2 separate regions of the Capra hircus genome follow, and region 1 is linked to region 2. Evidence: chromatin contacts called from public Hi-C data. All regions are on one chromosome and are shown on one strand. Each heading gives the region's core, a stretch centred on a gene start, on an enhancer-like site or on the middle of the called end of the contact. The rest is flanking DNA. Distances are from core to core; before and after follow the strand shown.

What was found. Hi-C and Micro-C count contacts between places; a contact is called where the count stands out from the background.
Region 1: a Hi-C map of blood shows a contact between it and region 2, with 5 times the contacts expected there. The contact joins two enhancer-like sites. A contact is called at or near these places in 3 of 5 Hi-C or Micro-C datasets (all in blood).

Annotation. Positions count from the first base shown.
Region 1 is chr17:18,627,715-18,634,350 of ARS1.2, reverse strand. ABCB9 (ATP-binding cassette sub-family B member 9) reads left to right here. Exons shown (of 12, transcript XM_018061336.1): 3 at 453-567; 4 at 1,149-1,279; 5 at 2,178-2,383; 6 at 5,084-5,281; 7 at 6,555-6,636. Among named protein-coding and RNA genes, the nearest start is that of ABCB9, 15 kb to the left of the region's middle. Within about 2 kb of position 3,705, at least 3 of the 5 cell types and tissues checked have an H3K27ac peak or open chromatin away from gene starts, as enhancers often do.
Region 2 is chr17:18,542,656-18,549,358 of ARS1.2, reverse strand. HIP1R (huntingtin-interacting protein 1-related protein) reads right to left here. Exons shown (of 32, transcript XM_018061333.1): 8 at 4,927-5,067; 9 at 4,190-4,247; 10 at 3,995-4,070; 11 at 3,681-3,821; 12 at 3,531-3,592; 13 at 3,246-3,318; 14 at 2,976-3,159; 15 at 2,799-2,887; 16 at 2,601-2,717; 17 at 2,374-2,475; 18 at 1,951-2,145; 19 at 1,575-1,722; 20 at 1,373-1,459; 21 at 938-1,048; 3 more. Among named protein-coding and RNA genes, the nearest start is that of HIP1R, 21 kb to the right of the region's middle. Within about 2 kb of position 5,303, at least 1 of the 5 cell types and tissues checked has an H3K27ac peak or open chromatin away from gene starts, as enhancers often do.

The DNA of each region.
Region 1 (6,636 bases), core at 2,456-4,955, 87 kb before region 2:
CCCTCTGGCAGAGAGAAGAAAGCAGTGAACTCTGGTGGCTATCAGCTGTCAATTGGTGGTGTGACTGGATGAGCCTCAGCTCATCTTTTCGGCTCCACTTTCTTTGTCTGTAAAATGGGTGATAACAGGGTCGCCTTCTGAGTCCTCGTGCAGAGGGGATGACTGTCACCCAGGAGCCCCCTGGGTCTGTGTTCTCCCTGTCTGGGAGCCATTATTCCTGATAACAGGATCCAGTCAGTACAGACTGAATAACTCACATTTCTATGTTCCTGATCTCTGAAAAGAGGGCCCCCCACCCCCGGCCCCGCCCCCGCCCCCGCCTGGCTACTAAGCAGGAGTTTGCAGAGAGAGAAAAACCCCACGAGTGAGGTAAGCAGTGAGGGTAGTCTGGGGGCTTCCAGAGCCCCCTCCTGGCTGCAGACGCCCCCACGAGCCCGCCCTGTTTCCTGCAGGAGAGACCTTCCTTCCCTACTACACTGGCCGGGCCATCGACGGCATCGTCATCCAGAAAAGCATGGAGCAGTTCAGCGCAGCCGTCATCATCATGTGTGTGCTGGCCATCGGCAGGTAGCGACCCCTGCCTGCCCCCACCCACCAGGCCTGCAGTTGCGAATGGGGATGGTAGCTCCTGAGAGGAAAAGGGGCCATGGAGGGCCAAGAAATGCCTCTCGGGATGGGAGGCTAAGGCCTGTCCCTCAGCTGGTCCCCATGGTAACCAACAACCCAGCCACTGGCTTAGTTCTGTCCATTTGGTTGAGCCCCACCCTAGAGCCACATCCCTCTTGTCCCTAAAAATGACTTCAGTCTGCGGGGTTCCCCTTTCAGCACCACCCCACCCCCAGCTGTTTTCCAGGCAGGAGACAAGGGCCAGCTTTGTCTGTGCTATTCTGGAAAGGCGAGAGGCCTGATGGGTGGAGCTGGGCTTCTCGCCCACAGTAAAAGTCCCCCCGTGCCCTCACCTTGGGGGCTCCTGTTGGGAACAGGGTGACCCCCTGGCAGTGCCAGCCCCAGAGAGTGGGCTCAAGGTTGGGGTCCCTCGCCCCTGCGAAGGCCCTGGCCTGCCAGTAGTGGAGAGGGAGCAGTGAGGGGCAGGGGTCAGTTGCCGGAAGGACGTCGTGCTATACATAACATCTCTTATCTGCAATTAGCTCATTTGCCGCAGGTATTCGGGGCGGCATTTTTACCCTCATATTTGCCAGACTGAACATTCGTCTCCGTAACTGTCTCTTCCACTCGCTGGTGTCTCAGGAGACAAGCTTCTTTGACGAGAATCGCACAGGTTGGTTTTCCTGGTGGCCTCGGGTGACTTGGGGCTGGGCCTGGCCAGGTGGGCCTGCCCTGCTTTGATTTAAATGGGTGAATCAGTGCTCTCAAGTCCTGCTGGCTCTCCCTGCCATCCGATTCAGGGTGGGGATGCCCCTTGTGGCTGGCGTGGGCCTCCCGCCCCCCTGAGCCCTGGGGAGCTGGTCTGAGGTTTTGCTGTGAGCTGTGGCCACTCTAGGACCCTCGCCAAGCCACCCTGTCCCTGAAGCAACCAAGGCCTCGCCTCCCACTGGCTTGTGGGAAGCACATGGGCCAGGACTCCCTCGGCCTGTGGGGGTGAGCAGGGCAGGAGGACAGGACAGAACAGGGAGGCCGAGATCCAGTCTCTGAGGCAGCCCAGCCTGGGTGCAGGCCCCATCCCTGAGTTCACCTCCCTGAGCCTCTGTTTTCTCCTCCGTAAGATGGGAACAATAACAGGAGCTGCCCCACGGGACTGTTGTCAAGGTCTTAGCCCAGTATCCAGCCATCAGTAAGGGGCGTTCTGGTCCTCTCTCTTCCACAGCTCAGATGGTTATTACCATGAGGCTGAAGAGGGGAGTGGCCCCTCTGCCAGTGACAGGGAGGGGCCACAGGTTCAGCTCTGGCTCAGTCATGGCCATGCTGTGCGGCGCTGAGCAAGACTCTTCCCCTCTCTGAGCCTCAGCTTCCTCCTCTGTGCTCTGGGAGATGTGAAGCTGAAATCAGATGCTGGTGACAAGGGCTGGGCTCAGAGCAGCCCCCAGGGCCATTGGCTCACCCTGTCCCCCTGCAGCCCAGCCCAGAAGACAGGGAAGGTCCAAGCTCCCCAAGGGTCTCTTGCCCCCGCTCTCAGCGGCCCTGTTACTGCAGAGGGAGCTGAGAGGCCTGTGTTCCAGGGGACCTCATCTCCCGCCTCACCTCGGACACCACCATGGTCAGCGACCTGGTCTCCCAGAACATCAACATCTTCCTGCGGAACACGGTTAAGGTCACAGGTGTGGTGGTCTTCATGTTCAGCCTCTCGTGGCAGCTCTCCCTGGTCACCTTCATGGGTTTCCCCATCATCATGATGGTGTCCGACATCTACGGCAAGTACTACAAGGTAGGCCCCGCCTGATCCCCACTGGGGTCTCCCCACCAGCAGCTCTCAAATGACCCCTTAGGATGGGCTCAGAGGGCCACTGGGGGCTAATGAGGGACTTGTCTTAAAACTGAGTTTGCGTTCACTCATTCGATAATCAGACAGGACCCCTGTCCCCATGGAGCTTATATTCTAATAGAGCCAGCCGATAAATAGCAACAATGACAATGATGGAAATATATAACACAGTCATAGCTCAGTCGGTAAAGAATCTACCTGCAATGCAGGAGACCCGGGTTCAATTCCTGGGTCGGGAAGATCCCCTGGAGGAGGAAATGGCAACCCACTCCAGTATTCTTGCCTGGAGAATCCCATGGACAGAGGAGCCTGCCAGGCTGCCCCTTGGCAGTCCATGGGGTCACAAGAGTCGGACACGACTTAACGACTAGAGATATAATACAATAAAAGTTGGAGGAGATAAGGAGATAAATGAAAAGAAATAGCATAATAGAGAGCATTGGGGTTGGTTGCAGTTTTGTTTTATTTTTAGAGTTGTGTCTTTCTTTCGCTACCCTTTTTTAAACTTTTTATTTGTTTTGTTTTTGGCTGCTCTGCACCTTCACTGCTGTGCTTGGGCTTTCTCTCACTGCGGTGAGCAGGGACTACTTTCTGGTTGTGGTGTACGGGCTTCTCGTTGCGGTGGCTCCTCTTGATGCACAGGCTCTGGGGTGCAGGCTCAGTAATTGTGGTACACAGGCTTAGCTGCTGCAAGCCATGTGGGATCTTCCTGGACAACGGATGGAATCTGTGTCCCCTGCATTGGCAAGTGGATCCTTAACCGCTGGACCGCCACGGAAGTCCCAGGCTGCAATTTTAAATTGGTCTTTCTGAGAAGGTGGCCTTTGAGTAAAGAGGTGGACATATTGGGGAAGCTCGTTCCAAGCAGAGGGCACAGCCAGTGCAAAGGCCCTGAGGTGGGACCGTGACTGGCCTGTTTGAGGAGCCTCAGGAAGGCTGGTGAGGCCGGAACCAGAAGTGAGGAGAGAGCCGGGAGGTGATGGGGGGTTAGATGGTATATGCCTTTGTGGGAAGTTTGGGTTTCACTCTGAGTGCAAAGTTTGCTCTCTTTCTCTAGAGTGTATGTTCAAGGTAGGGGCGGGGGGTGGAGGCACCCAGGCCCCCATGATCAAGGCCCTCACCCAAGATGCAATGGTGGGCAAGCAGTAGTCCCCTCCGGCTGCCCCCAGTGCTGCTGTCAGAAGGATCAGCCTGTAAGCGAAGCCCCTGCCTCACCTTCCTCCTGGTTCCCACAGTGGTGGGTGCCTCTGAGCTCTCAGGGCCCCAGGGTGGGTGCAGGCAGGTGCAGGCAGCCCCTTCCCCAGTGATCCAGGCCTGAGGGGGACAGGGGCGCTCCTGAGCAGGGCACTTGGACCCTGAGGTCCCCACTTGGTCAGGACTCTTAGTGCCCATGACCTAAGGCCAGCGCCTAAATGAATCCATTCCCCACAGCCCACTATGTCACCCTCCTGCAGAGCCCAGTCACCCAGGAGGGCCCTCTCCCCCGGAGGTCTGGACCACTGGCCTTGCTGTTTTTGTCCCTGAGGAGAGAAAGTAAATATATGAGTTAGAGTCAGAGCAGTTTCCCTTCCACCCCACCCTTCCTGCCTTCCTGCCAGCCCCTGGGAGGGGCCAGGAAGCCCTGGAGCGCCCCGCATCACATCAGCCCTGCCTCTGTGCACACCTCAGGCTCCACCTTCAGGATCAAGGGTGCGGCCTCAAGCAAGCCCTATTTAGGTCTCGTACCTGTACCCCATGTATAGGGTACCATCACTGAGTCATCACCACAAGCCACACACATCGTCCGCAGCCAGACATGACTCAAGGCAGTGTGGCTCCTCCCAGGGTGCCTGAGCCTGAGTACACTGCGTGCTTCCGATGGCCTGGGCGTGACTCGCAGGTCATGAGACATGCCAATGTAGGAGCCTCCTGGGCAGCCTTCCTGGGCAGCCTTCCTGGCTGGTGTAAAGTTCTGAGTGTGGTAACTGTCGCAAAGCCTGCGTAGCGAGGCCCAGGGACTGCTTCCGGAACTCTGTGGGCAGCAGTCCGATGGTCATGTTCTTGGAACCACTTCTCAGCCATCCATCCCCAGTTATAAGCACACGATGTGGGCAGATTTCACAGCCCGTGGCCTCCACCACCATCTAGAACTCAGCTAAGAGTTCTGGAATCTCTGTGCTAGATTTCAGTCTCTCACATAATTTAATGTATGTTGCTGGATGTAAATGGTGCCGCCTTAATAGGTAGTGTTTCTTGTGCAGTATACAACCTGAACAACCATCCAGAGCATCCCTGCTCTTATGCCAGCTCAGGATCAGAAATCGAGACTCGTTTTCTGAGAAGGTTATGCATGGTCATGCATAACTTTCTCTGAATACTAGACAGAGATAACTTCACGATCAGTGGCCCATCCCTCGGGAGATAGAGCCTCAGGAGCTCACCCCCAAATCCCAGCTGGAGTCTGTTGTCTGAGCTCAGCAAATCACGCTAGGAGGAGATGGGGGAGGAAGGGGAGCTAGGTCTCATCCCCTTGTCCCTGGAACTCCCTGCATAGATCTGACACCAACTAAAGACAGAAAGCCCCAGAGAGACCTGGGGCTCGGGCAGAGGGTGAGCCTATCTGTTTCGAGGTCTCCTCCTCTTTGTCCCCGCTCCCACCCATAGAGGCTCTCCAAAGAGGTCCAGAGTGCTCTGGCCAGAGCCAGCAGCACGGCCGAGGAGACCATCAGCGCCATGAAGACAGTGCGGAGCTTTGCCAACGAGGAGGAGGAGGCGGAGGTGTACTCGCGGAAGCTGCAGCAGGTGTACAAGCTGAACAGGAAGGAAGCTGCGGCCTACATGTACTACGTCTGGGGCAGCGGGGTATGTGCCCCCAGCCCGGGCAGGTCTGACACAAAGATGGAGGACCCCTTAGTCAGTACATTGGCCCAGGTCCCTGCATGCTGGTGTGACACTTGACTTTGTCCTGACTTTCTGCTTGTCCTCAGAGGATCTTTCTGGAAAGAAACGTAGATTCCTGTGAATGTCCCCCCAGGACACTCCTTCTTACCTCTCACCTGGGTGTGGGGTGGCCAGGCAGGAACTTTCTTTTCCCTGTTGGGAAGACACCCCTGCCAAGATGGGGAGTCACCCCGAGGCCACCTGGGGATGCGACCTGAGCAGATTCCCGGCAGGTCCTAGAGCGTCCGGCTCACTCCCTGGGGACACGTTCCAGCCCCTCCTGGAGAAGAAGCACGTGGGGCCTGTCACTGTGTGCTGGCCACGCCCGAGGGTGGGCTGTCGGGGAAGAGCTGGGGTAGGCATGAGGAGGGTTTGGGATTTAAGGGCAAGGAAGGAGCCGGTGATCTACAGACAAGAAGGGGATAAGGACCTTCTGGGACCTCCCCCCACCCAGGGTAACCCCTCCTCAAAAGTGCCCAGCCAGAGGGGAGAAAGGCCTAAAATCCAGCTAGCCAAGTCTCCTGGCAGTCTGCCCACCAGCAAGGGTGCCTCTTGCTGCTTGTGCCAAGGCACTGTGGTCCAGCTATGGGTCTAGTTCCGACCCAGCATCGCTGGCTTGGAATGAGGAGGGGCAGATAGGGACCCCGACTGGGTTGTGTCATGGGTATGCAGGTTCCACTCCTCTCGCAGACACTCTCCGGGCACCAGAGGGGGCGGGAGGCAAGCACACCCCAGACACAGCCCCTCCTTCCTGGTAATACTGACCTCATCTGCTTGGCCTGGCTTGCTGTGTGACCTTAGCCAGAAGACTCAGCCTCTCTGAACCATGCTCTTCCCAATAAGGAGGAGACGAATAGCTCCAGTTTGGCCTCGCTGAGGCGCTTGGTGTGTATGCCAGAGCCTGACAAAGAAAGCCTTGTTCCCGACCAGGCTCATGGCCTGTTCCAGCAGGGGGCCTTTGCAGGGAAAAACTCCCTGGTAGGGGTGGGGAGGGTGTGAGTGACAGAGGGGCACCAGCTCGTGGGAGGCCGTCCCTGCCACTGGCTGGACTTGCAGTTTGTGACTGTGCGTGCAGAGTCCACGGCTGCTCTCACCTCCCCTGCAGCCTGTGGGGCGGGGAGACAGAGGGAATGGGGTTGTGGATCTAAGTCAAGGGCCCCCGAGAGTCAGACTCCGCTTTCCGTCTGCCCTGCAGCTCACACTGCTTGTGGTCCAGGTCAGCATCCTCTACTACGGGGGCCACCTCGTCATCTCGGGGCAGATGACCAGTGGCAACC
Region 2 (6,703 bases), core at 4,054-6,553:
GAACCCGTCCCGGGGAGACCGGGAGGCACAAGTGGGGCTCACCTCTCATTCACCTCCAGCTTCACCCCAGAGCTGGCATGGCGGGCCTGGTTCATCATGTCCTACAGCCGACAACAAGAGCTTTGAGTGGGCTGGGAGGAGGGCAACATGCGACGAAGGGGGACACCGGCGCTGGCCAGCCCCTACCACCCCACCAGCCAAAGAGCCTCGGCGGAAGAGCCAGGCCCCAGCCGCCCCTCACCTCTGACCTGCAGAGGCTGGCGGGCCCTCCCGCAGAGGGAGGCGCACCTGGGGCTCCTGCCCCCGCCCCTGGTCCTTACCTCGATCCTCCGCACCGCATCCTCAATGGCCGCGGATGTGGCCGCCATCTCCTTGTCCACCATAGCCCCGAGCTCCTCCTGACGCACATCCAGGCTCTTGGGCTTCAGCTCCTGGGGGGACGAGGCATCCGGGAGTTAGGCAGAGTGGATGGATTCTGCCCCGGCTGCCCTACAGAGCCTGGGGGCCAGCCTGGGGCAGTGCTCTTTCCCCAACCTGTGCCCCACAGTGGCAGGCCCTGCACGTGAGCCCTTGACTCAGCCCAAGCTGGAAGGAGATGCGGAGAAACTGGGGACCCAGTTCCACCGCCCTCCTCTGACCCTGGCCCACGCTCCGCTGCCCGCCTCACCTGGCCCAGCTGGAGGATGCCCTGCAGGGGGGTCCGCACCAGGCCAGGCCGGGCCTGCAGCAGGGCCTGTTGTTCCTGCAGCTGCCCCACGAGCTCCAGCGCCCGGGCCCCACACTCCCTGCAGGTGTCAATCAGGCCTGGGGCGGGGGAGAGGGCTGTAAGGGGGGAGCCCTGGACGACCCCGGCCTGGCCTGACGCCAGGACCTCTCTGCAGCCACCCCCTTCCCAGGTCCACAAGGACCACGTGTAACGCGCGCCGGGCCCACTTACGGTCAGCAGGGTCGGTGGGGGCCAGGTGGGAGGTGGCGCTGCCATGGACGATGGTGTCCGCAGTCAGGTGCGAGAACCGGGTCAGGGCCGCCACGAGGCCAGAGGCGTCTGCTTGGGGAGGACGACACACCCTAATGCTGCTGCCTCAGAGCCAGGCCTGGTGCTGCCTCCCCTGCCCAAGAGCCCCAAGGGCCCCAGCAGCCCAGCTCCCAGAGTGCGGTGGGGAGCGGGGCAGGCCCAGGTCACGCAGCTACAAAGCAGCAGAGCAGGAACCAAACCAGGGTCTGTGGGACCCCAGGCCCAGAGGGTGAGTGGGCTCCAGGGTGTGGCTCCCTGAAGACGCGGCCCGCAGGCAGCAATGGCCGGTGGGCACCGCAGCCTGTGGCCTCTGTCCCCTGCCCTGCCCTGTCCCGGGCCCATGCCCGTGGCACTCACCTGCCCTGGAGGTTAGGTACTGGGCATGGCCCTTCTCCAGGGCGCTCACCGCGTCCAGGGCGGCCTGGGCCCTGCTCACTAGGTAGTCTGCCAGACAAGGAGGCCAGGTCAGAGGTGGGGCCTGGGCTGAGGCCCCAGCACCCAGCCCACCTCTCTCAGGGTGTTGGGGGGGGAGGGACAGTGGGCAGGCGGGCAGCCCTACCTGGGGAGCTGGTGCAGCGCAGGTGCAGGGGGTCGTCCAGCTTGCCCACCGCGTCCTGCAGGATGCGTCTGGCCTCCACGGCAGTAGCCCGAAGCATGGCGAACTGCTCGTCCAGCAGCCTCTGCTGCAGCCCCTGCTCCTGAGACTCCTGGAGGACGGGGGAAACAGAGGGGTGGCTGAGACCCCCGCCAGGTCAGCTAGCCAGGTGCCCCCTAAGACCCTCGCTGGGGAGGGGGCTCTGGACACAGGCCCTGCTCCACCCCTCAGTGCCTGGGTGGTTCCTGCCAGAGCAGGGCAGCCAGCTCAGTGCTAAGAAGGGCTCCTGTCCCCACGCAGCTATCACACAGGGAGGGCGAGCCCCGCTACCTTCTCCTACCTTGTCCGCCAGCCGCCCCTGCAGCTCGTCCCTCTCCCGGGAGCTGCGCTGCTGCTCCTGGCTCAGCGCCTCCTCCTTCTCCCGAGCCAGACTCTGGGCCGCCAGCAGGTCGGCCTCGCGCTGCCGCACAACCCTGCTCAGCTCGTCCCTGTCCGCACTCAGTGCATCCAGCCTGGAGCTCAGCTCCGACCCGCTCTGTGAACACCCGGCGTGTGAGTGGGCTTCCAGATGCCTGCCTGCCCTATCCCCACCTGAATTCACAGACAGTTGCTAGGGGCCCACGAGACTGGGGAGGAGGGACTGAGAGCCAAGCAAGGGCCAGATCCCGCTTCCCGAGTGTCCCCTGGTGCTGGTCCCAGCTGCACCCCAAACCAAGGGCCCCTCTGAACCAACCCTGTGCCCCCAGCCAGGGAGGCCCCACACCTGCTCCGTGCGGCTCAGCGCCTCCTGCACATGCACCAGTTCTCTTGCCTTGGCCTCCAGCTCCCTCTTGAGCTTCTCCAGCTGGTCACTCTGCTCTTCCAGCTGGACGCGGTGGGACAGGATGTTACAGGGGGCAGTGGAGAGGGGCGTGCTCTGGGCATGGTGGGGGGTGCTCTGGGCATGGTGGGGGTGGGGGTGGGGGTGGGGGTGGGGGCTCCAAAACGTACCTTCATCTCTGACTCCCGCTTCACCTGCTCCACCTGGAAGGCCAGCTGCTCCTTCACCCGCGCCACCTCCTCCTGGCTCTGCTGCGTCACGGTCAGCTGCTTGGCTGTGTCCGCGTTCTGCACGGACAGACCGGAGGGGTTTGGTTCGGGCTCCGCCATGCTCGGGCTCCCCTCCCGCCCCTCCGAGTAGGGGCCCACCTTCCTCAGCAGCTCCGCGTGCGTGTTGATGAGCTCGCTGTGCTTTTCCTTCAGCTTGTTGTAGCGGGCTTCCGTAGCGCTGGCCTTCTCTGTGGGGACGGAAGAGGCCGTGGCCATGACCGCCCCAACTCGGGAACAGCTCCCCCCACTGCCCTACACCTAGCCCTGCCCACATACTCTCGGCCTCTTCGCGCAGCCCCTGGTTCCGCTCGCCCTCCACTTGGGCGGCGCGCAACTGGGCCAGCTCATGGCGGAGCTGCTCGTTGTCCACCAGGGCCTTCTGCTTCTGCTTCCGCTGCTCCTCCAGCTCGGCCTCCAGTGCGTTGACCTGGCCCTTCAGCTGCGCGATGAACCGCTGGGCCTGGGAGGCAGGAGCGGCGCGGGTGTGGGTGTGGGGCCCGCAGGCCGGCCAGCCCTGGGCCCAGCCCCACCGCCCGCGCCCCTCACCTCTAGCTTGATCTTGTCCAGCTCGCTGCGAAGCATCTCCACCTCTCGCTTCAAGGCCTCGATCTGGAGGTCCCTGGGGACAGAGGTCAGCGGGCCCTGACGCTCAAGCTCAGTCACCCAGGGCCCTCGGGGAACTGAGGCACAGCCACCGGTCTTATCTTCAGTGGATTTGGGCATCTCCTGCTTGTGTCCCCCACCCGTGGTCTTTCAGGATCACAGCTCCCTGAAGGCTGCTGGTCCCCATCCCCACCGCCCCGCACTGCACTGGGCTCCCCAGGCCCTCACCTGTCATCCTTCACGGAGCCGTTGGGGGGTCCAAAGGTCTGTTCGAAGAGGTCCGCCACCACCTGCCACGGGCAACAATGCTTGCTCGGTGAGTTCCGCCCGGCTCCCCCAGGGGACCGAGGGAGGAGGAAGGGAGGGGGCGCCGCTCACCACTGGCTCCCCCGCCGGGGGCCCCGTGCTGATCTCAATGAGGTTCTCAGGTTCTTCGTCCTCAGGGGCCTCCTCGGGGATCACTACTACCGGCTTGATGTGCTCGGCCAGGGCCGAGGCCCGCAGGAAGTTGGGGGGTCCCTGCAGAGGCAGTGGGTTAAAGCTTCGGGGCGCTCCCCGCCCCAACAACCAGGAAGCCCCTCCCTCTGCCGACCCCCCAGCCACACGTCCCCCCCACCCCCACCCCCGCCAACCCCAGCGCAGGGACAGGGAGGGCTGCAGCCCCGGCGGCGGCCACTGGAGGGCGCAGGTACCTCGGGCAGCCGGGGGATCTGGATCAGCCGCTTGAAGTAGAGCATGTCCGAGGCTCTGCGGAAGAAGTTCCTGAGGCTGCGGGAGGGAGGGAGGCGGGAGGTCAGGAGCCAGGACCCGGCCCGCAGCCCCGGCGCGCCGTGGCCAGAGCCGAGGAGTCCCGTTCTTGCCATCCTCAACCCCGCCCGGGCCGGTACCTGTGAAACTGCTCGTGGAACCGGTCCCTGTGACCTTGCAGGGTGTCCGCTGGGAGACCTGGGGGCAGCAAGGTTGAAGGGGGCTTCGTCTCTGCTCACCGTTCTGAGACTTCAAAGGGTTCCCTTCCGGCCCCATCCTTGCTCCTCCCCCTTCTAGAAACCATCGGAGACTAGAGACAAGACCTCCTGCCACCTGGTTGGCTCCCACCCACCATCAGGAGGACCCTTTGTGAGGGGGTCAGGCTTTCAACTGAGTGAGCGAAGGATGGGCGGAACCTCAACCACAGCCCACTGCCCGCCAGGCTCTGCCGGTGCGTCAGGACTGGAGCCTGCCCACGGCTGACGGTGGAACAGCGCACAGACCCTTCTGAACACTAAAGAACCACCACAGGACCCCCCCCTGGTCCTCCCCAGCAGCACAGGAGAAGCTCCACTGCGGCCACTGAGGCCAGGCGGTCAAGAGAACTGCAAACATGTAAATCTCTGCAGCTTTCCCTTCTAAATCTTTGTTTTGGAAAATAGTGATTTTTTTTTCTATAACAAATATGTTATTTCTATTAATGGGAAATGGGCTTATTACTCATTATATAAATAATAAATAAATATTTATAAATAATAAATGAACATCTTAAAGACTGCTCAATTCCCATCCCTAACACAGGCTGTCCGCACAGCCCTCTGGGGCTTCGGCTGACCCTCAGGGCCGAGGCAGCAGGGTTGAGGGCACAGGGACTCACAGGAGTGCAGCTTGAACATGAGCTTGACCGTGTAGTGGTAGAGGTGGCTGCAGTCCTGGATGACCTGGATGAGGGGGGCCAGGCGGCACTGGCCTGAGGACATCTGGGACACGGCAATGGCCGTGTTGAGCTGCCGGAAAACTGCAGAAAAGAGGGGCGGGAGGAGCCTGAATGGGGGACCAGCAGACACCAGTGTGGAGCCTACTCCGGTCACAGGAGTAGGGATGACCACGGTGAGGACAGCTGGCTGTCACCCGAAGACAGGGCAATGGCCTGGGTTCCTGGCCTCATCAGTCCTGCTGGGCAGTGGGACTCGACCCCAGGCTCTCGGGAACTGGTGCGCTCCTCGAGGTGAGGATGGACCCCAGGCGCTGAAGCGGCTGCAGACTGAGGCCCAGCCTCCCACCAATGGAGGTGGCATCAAGGCAGGGGCACACGAACCCCAGCTCAGCTCGGCCAGCAACTCTCTTCTCCTGAGAGCCTCCAGGCAGCAGGCCCGAGGATCCGGGCGACTTCGACAGTCCTGTACCCACAGGCTCCCCCCTCACTCTGAATCTGAGACACCTAAGGTTGCCCAGATGTGGAACAGCCTGTGCTTGGCTAATCTCATAGCAGGAGATTCAGGATGTGGTCCTGCAAACCCCAAGGGACCCCAAAACCTCACTTGCACCCGGGGTCAATCTTCCCTGCCCCTGAGAATCATCCTTTCATCCGATGGACCAAGCAGGAGGGAAAGAGACAGACGTACTGCTGCCCCAGGCCAGGGCCCTCTCTGGGGCAGGGAGAGACATGAGTAGGTGACACCTGGGGCCGCCCATGGGGGACACTGTTCCAGACGGGTGGCCTCTAACCCGGGCGTGCTCTCGCCTTGCCTGGGGTGGGGCCAACCTGCAAACCTCCAGGGTGATACGAGGACGCCCGGGACGGAAGGGCTGAGGAGGAAGGCACAACACCCACTTAAACCTTAATTCTTAGTTACATGTCACGCCAAGTATGTTTTCCTTGTAAAAAAAAAAAATCTAAGTACACGTAAAATACAATTTGGGGTTTTAAAACACAATGCAGTCACTTCTCATCTGGGGGGTGTTTAGGACGTTTCCATTTGGGGCTGTTAGAAAGCTCAGGGTGGGGAATGCCCATTCCCCCTCATGCTGTTTCTCCAGGAGATGCTGGCACGTGGGGTGGGGGTGCCCTCGGGGAGAGGCACACCTCCGGACAGCTGCCCCCGACCCCACACCACCTGGCCGCAGGGTCCAGACACCGGTGCCAGGAGGCTGCCCGGACCCACTCTTTCTAACTCCTGGCTTCCCCTTAAAAAGGCATCTGCCTCTCACTCTCCTATAGAGCGCACCAAGTCACCCACAAATTGTCTCTAAGCCGCCACTCAAAACCATCACCTCTGCAGCCCTGGTGGCGGGGGAAGGGGGCGGCGGTGCTGAGATATCCTGTCCTACGGCTGCTGGGTTCCTGGGCAGGGAGATCTGAAGTGATTCAGAGGCCTTTCACAGCAGAGAACGGGTGGGACTGTCCCAAACCAACTGCCCTGGGTAGGAGGTGGTCGGAAACCTGAAGACATGGCTCCTGGGGTCCCCCCACCCTTCCCTCCCCTCTCCTACCTCGGGGCCAACAGAGTGGGGCTCCTTCTGCCAGACCATGCCCTGGACATGCCCACCGGGGGCCTGGCATCCTGCAGGGGTGAAATGGCCTCTCCTCCCTGTGCTTTGGGGGCACCTGGAGGCCCCATGACCAAGGACTACACGCCTGAGGTCCCCCCGGC